Linked DNA regions of Gasterosteus aculeatus: region 2 is linked to region 1. A link is a contact called in public Hi-C data. All regions are on one chromosome and are shown on one strand. Each heading gives the region's core, a stretch centred on a gene start, on an enhancer-like site or on the middle of the called end of the contact. The rest is flanking DNA. Distances are from core to core; before and after follow the strand shown. Region 1 holds the start of cntln (centlein, centrosomal protein). Region 2 overlaps cntln (centlein, centrosomal protein).

Region 1 (3,037 bases), core at 75-2,574:
TATTTGCTAGACAGTTTTTATTGTATTTGCTGAATGTTTAATAAAGTGTGGTCAGGTACTTGTTGCAGCGATCCCTGCGGTGACAACAATTTGTGCAATTCGGTAACCTTAACTAATGTTCAAACAGTATTTGCTAATCATCAACCTGACAACTATAAGCACCAGTCCCTGCTTTACTGGTGCAGTTGAAACTGATCTTAGATCATACGCCTTTCTTTAAATACAACCAGAATAATTATTTCAAGAGGGTGGTCATTGTCTGATGGAAATCATCTTGCACACAACATCTACTACCAAGCTAAAGGTTCTGCCTACTGTAAGTGCACATTTAGGGAGACAAAATAAACCACCTTAGCCCATGACAGAATATGATCTTGGACTCTTTTCTTTTTTACACTGAACATATTGCTGATTAAATGTCCCCGTTGTCACATAATGTCACTAAAGAAATGCTAATGTTAGTATGTAACTAAGTTAGAAGGAAGCCAGTGTGAATCAACCACATATTAATACATACCTGGCATTGCATTAACTCGTCTGATAAACTCTCCACCTGCTCCTCCAAAACCAGGTTGCGAGTGTCGTCTTTGGCGGACATTGTTGTGCTGAAAGAAGCAAAACAACAATATGAGTTCGGTTTGGACATTTTCAAAACGCGTGGCAATGAAGAAGATGACACAGTTAACACGTTATCAACATGGTGGGTTTGTATTTAATCAGCCGTGGCACGGTTGACGAATACAACGTAGTTAATAGTTAATGTGACGTTAGAGAACGTTAGTTAGTTCTTAACTTGACGTAACGTGTCTCGCCATTGGCAGGATGACACAGTCGAACTCCAGAGAGGCTTTTTAGGACATTTTAACTGCGCACTTTGCATCTTACCTGTCACGATAACTTCCCAGCCAGCCAGATATCAACACTTTAGCCGACGCTTTACGCTCACAGCACTTCACTAAAACGTGAAAGTGCTACTGGCTGGCAGCTAGCTTAGCTGACGTTAGCCACTTAGCTAACGTTAACGTTAGTTAACACACACTATGCTCTCCGTCTCTCGTCTGCAGTTGACAGCCGTACGTGTTACGTTGGAACAACGTCACTGCAGTTAGAGTTTAAGCATGCATTAAAATGACCATTTCTAGGCTTCATATAACAAACCAGACCAAACCTTCTCACTGAATCACACTGTTGTCAATAGCTACCGAAACGCCTTTCCTGTTTCAAACAAGCCCGCTGTTTCTCCTTTCTGTGCCTGTGTGTCGTCACCATGATCGCGTCATTTTACGGCAGCTACTACTGATGTACGGCAGAGCGATCCGACCGCAGTCGTTTTCAAAGACGGGCGATTATTACAGAGTACTTATGGTTGTTTCAGTGGATCCTCATCCCACACAAAGAAGGACACTTTAGTTTGAACTCTCCCACTCCCCACGACAATATTATGTACAAAATAAGCCTACTAAGTACAGACCGTTTTGATTAAAAAAAACATTGACCACACACCTAATTTAACAGTTGATAGAATATTTAATTTACACATGATCACAGATAACTCTGTAGTTGGCTAATGACTGTGTGATTTAAGACTCAGCAGCCTCTTATTATTCTAAACAATAATCACCGAAAATATTTCCTTACTTTCTTCCTCGCAGCAGGACACATAAACAAATGATATAAACTGTGTGCATGCATGGTTTGATGCAATAAAACAGCACTCTGCTTTTCCAAGAACAGCATCCGTCCTGGCTATTAATTTCATACACAGTATTACAATAATATATTATATGTATGACAGCGATCATATTGTTTCAATTTTCTCAGCCTCATATCATTGTCTCACTGGTTCATTTCAATTACCTGAAATGTAGGCCACTAATATATTAATTTATCATCTTTTTGTAGACTATTTTATTCTATTGTTTCTTGAACTACTTTGTTTTATGCTTTCTGAAGCAATGGGCACGAACAGAATCCACTGCACATTGTGTCTGGCATGGTTGTGTAAGTAACAAAAAAGTGATTGGATTTAATTTTATAGGATTCATATCCTGGCGGTGGCTTCTTTAACCAGCACCGCGCCTCCCACTGGGCTCCAATCAGAGGCCCATTTCAGCTGACACACCGACTTTGAGCTTCAAATCAAGACCAAGATACCATGGGTCAAATCTCTAAATTATATATACCAACTCATATCAGAAAGAATTCTTAATCATCTGTGGATGAAGAATATGCTTTGGTGTGTGCAATGATTCATTTGTTTTTTATCTTCTCACTATAAGGGTTATCCAATATTTCCATTGAAGGACAGGGGCTGTTAACAAATTATTTAGAGTCTTAAATCCACACAATTGAAATGTTTTGGCGCGTGACTAAATTGTCAAATTAACAATTTATCAAACTAATTAGGGTGATTCTACAGTTTCTTCACAGGCCATTTTGAAATCTCAGCTGCAGAAGCACATGACGCACATTAATACATTTCATTTTTAACATGTTGTTTGTCATTAAATTTGGTTTGAATTAAAGAATTTCACTTATATCTACATAAAATGTGTTGTCCATTTGATAAAAACGCGTGAATCACTTAATAGATCAAATTTAACGTCTTTAAGATGTTAAAGAAAGAAATCTAAAAATATCAAAGGTCGAATAGCAAAATGTCCCAGAATCCGCCAGTGAATTGTCACTGTGTGCCAAAATGTTTGTAACCGTGATATAACACGGCAACATATCATAGCGATAGGTTGTGTAGCTTCTGTGCTATTACAGACACACAAACAGACGCACACTCACGCATACAGAATGGGGATTCCCCTGTGTCCCCTGTGTCTGCGGTTCTGTTTTACAAGCCTATAAATCCATGCTTGTTTATCAAAGCCCAACAGCCACACAAAAGACAGCAAAGAAAAATGACAGTGCGACATGGTATTGATCTTTAAATGGCGGTTTATGTTTAAAGTGTTGTTTTTCTTGTAATCAGCACACTTTACTCACCCCTGTTGATATTTTCCCAATTTCTTTTGTTTTTAATGATCCG
Region 2 (3,019 bases), core at 139-2,638, 46 kb before region 1:
TTTACTGGTGGTCCATTAGGCTGGAAAAAGGGGACACCTCTCTCTCTTTCTCGCATCTGAGCAGGAGTCTCACTGATAACTTTCCGCGTGGTACTCAATCAGAAGCAGGAAGAATTTGGAAACCAGTTGTAATAGCGACACATATACACATGCAGAAATCACAGTGACTTTGTAAAGCAATCAACAGAGACATTAGTGTAATGTCTGTATATTTTAAAAAGGTAGTGGGTTGTCTGTTGCACCCACTAATCCTGTGATAATCCGGCCCTTACGTGTTTGAGGAGGGTAGTGCACTCGGCACGTGAAGAGATAAAGCTGCTAGATTTGCGAAGCCATGTCAGAGTACACTGCAAAGTGAAGTAGACAAGGAAGTAATGACAGAGTGAAGTAGATAATCCAAGTTACAAAAATGATCCTGTATTTGGATGATACGCATGACTAGCACATTTTGTCAAGACCTTGGTAGAAAGAGGAGGGAATGCTTTACCTGTCACCTGAGGTTTTAAGCTTCTTCAGCTATTCCTTCAAGATCAAATGGTTTGGATAATCTGTCTAAAACCTTCATGGTTTATTTGCAACCATCAAAATAATCTGATTGTTGGTATAACTTGGCACATTGGACTTTGTTGCAGTAATATTACCGTGGTCGCTAAACCCCACCACTAGCATCATAACCAAACCAAGTAATAATAGGAATCATCTTTTTCTGAAAATACTGTAGCAGCTATTAAAATGCAGTTAGAAACTCATACAGCGACTACAGACGGAAGTTAGATAAAACAAGAAGCAGCCTAAATAATGAAAGGTTAAGTGGTACACACCGTTCCCGCCCCATTGAACATCTGATATTGCAATAAATTGAGAGAAGATGCTTTTGGAGAGTTTTACAATTATTCAGCTTTTTCCTGCTCCAAACCTTCCACTATCCAAGACCGGTCGATCTCTAGGCAACACAAACAAGTTTCTGAGAAACTGCCATGCTACTTCTCACATGATGGCCCCTGTGGAGGCTGTCCTAGGCCAATTACAAGCAGAGAGTTTTAGTTTGAAAGTTGGCAAGGACCGCCTGGAACAAGCCCAAAGTCCATCACCTCTTGCCCTTTGCAGAGAGGGCAACAACACATGGCTTCGGCCAGTCAGCCGGCTCCAACTTTCTCTGGTGGAGTGGCATTAATACTGCAGGAGGGGAGAGGAAACAAACAGGAAGACAACAATCCCCTCTCTGTCCACTCATTGACAGTGTATATGTGTGTGTGTGTGTGTGTGTGTGTGTGAGTGTGTCTGTGCAACCTCGTGTGGCTTTACTGCTGTGCCTCAGTCTAAGGTCTCGTTGGGCCTTAGCAATCAGATTCCTGGGTGGGGGCACAAGGGCCACTTCCTAGACAGCAGCACTATAAGGGCCGCACTCTGACCTCTGTGTGTGTGTGTGTGTGTGTGTAGGTGTAATATACTGTATCTGTACCATTCACTCATTAAACATAAGGACATACAGGCACATACGCCTAATCAGGCGCCCAGTGGGACCTCACTGGCTGCTGCCGCTATTTCTGAATCCACCAAAAGAAGTCTCCTGCCTGTCTGATTAACGACTATCCGTCTAGGTGTTGGTGTGTGTATTTGTGGGCACAAAGTGTGTGTGTGTGTGTTTTTGTGTATGTTGGTTTGTAAAAGGACAACCTGGCAGGTGAGGTACATTTTAGGGCCAAAGTACTTGGTGTTTTATTTATAGTCCTTAGCAAGTCTAACAGTTTCCTACCTGGAGGCAGATACTAAATAACTAAATGAGTGTGTGGCAGTGGTCACCGCGTGTGTGTGTGTGTGTGTGTCTGCACACACGGGGTCTTGCATACAGCGAAATGTTAGTGCAAGTGACACAGACTGCTGTGGAGGAACTGCCTTGTTGAAACATTCAGCGAGACAACAGCAGAGTGGAAGAGAGGAAAAAAGAGGGAGAGAGATCATCGTCCCCCCTCCTGATCCGTGCCGCTGACCTCCACAGAAAAGAGTCGCCCTGAAGCCATTTATTGTGCGTGATAGACGCACTGCACTCACAAATAAAGAATAAAGAAACACATCAATGAAAATTACCAACACTTTCCAATTGACTGATTTCCCTGTTAATGTTACCTGTGCTCGCTGCTCGCTGATCCAGAGTTTCTCGGTGAGGGAGTCGAGTTGTGCCGTGTTTTTCTCATTGGCCCTTCGAAGCTCCCTGGCAGAAAGCAGAGCGTCTTTCTTGGCACTTCGCAGTATGTCAATGTGATGCTGGAGGGACTCTGTGCGCTGCTGCAGAGAAGAGGAGGAGTAGTGCCGGGTCTTCATTAGCATCCTCTTCTTCCTCCTCCACCTCCTTTCCTCTCCTCTCGTCCCTCGGTCCCACGGCTCATGCTGTTCAACGTCTAACAGGAGGAAGTACACGCAGGCACCTCAGAGTCGACAAGTGCAGCGAACAAATCCCTATTTAGAAGCTACTGGTGGGAGTTAACAGGCTTATGTAAAAGTGTATCTGTGTATGCACAGGTGAAAATGGTGATATATTTAACTACTTGAATGATTAACATTTTCCATTTATAACCAATTCAAGAGTGTCAAGTTCCAAAAACTAACAAAAACGAAGCTTGTTAACTTCTGAGATACTTGTTTCCGATCGACAGCATGTACACGCATCGAGTGTTCTTCCTGCTGCAATTAATAGTCGATTAGACTTTTTGTAGTTCTGCAGGGGTGTGAAAAAGGAAAACTCATGCTACCTCGGGCCGGAACATGTTTATTTTTCCAGTCGGATTCGGCTCCTGTTGGCGCTGTGTTTGACATCAGTGAACACCTGTAGGACTGAAAGAACAGAAAAGACAAGAGACAGAGATGAAAAGCAGCTGTTAGGTTTAACACCGGTTGACATGTTGTGCCTCCTGAAACGCAGCTCATAATGACACCATGATCACAGGCTGTGCTCAGTTTAACGCGGCAAGACAAATCACCCGGTGTTTTAATAATTCACCTGAGCGCGTTCGACTGACTT

Evidence for each region. A called contact is a pair of places that touch in the nucleus more often than the background predicts.
Region 2: a Hi-C map of liver shows a contact between it and region 1, with 2.6 times the contacts expected there. The contact joins the enhancer-like site here to the promoter of cntln in region 1. A contact is called at or near these places in 2 of 6 Hi-C or Micro-C datasets (liver and skeletal muscle).

What each region holds. Positions count from the first base shown.
Region 1 is chr9:15,992,850-15,995,886 of fGasAcu3.hap1.1, reverse strand. It overlaps cntln (centlein, centrosomal protein), which reads right to left and starts at 1,324. Exons shown (of 27, transcript XM_040187168.2): 1 at 1,169-1,324; 2 at 518-605. The coding sequence starts at 598.
Region 2 is chr9:16,039,355-16,042,373 of fGasAcu3.hap1.1, reverse strand. It overlaps cntln (centlein, centrosomal protein), which reads right to left. Exons shown (of 27, transcript XM_040187168.2): 18 at 2,751-2,832; 19 at 2,128-2,399. Among protein-coding and RNA genes, the nearest start is that of sh3gl2a, 33 kb to the left of the region's middle. Within about 2 kb of position 1,388, at least 1 of the 9 cell types and tissues checked has open chromatin away from gene starts, as enhancers often do. A contact at or near this core is called in liver, where this site is marked.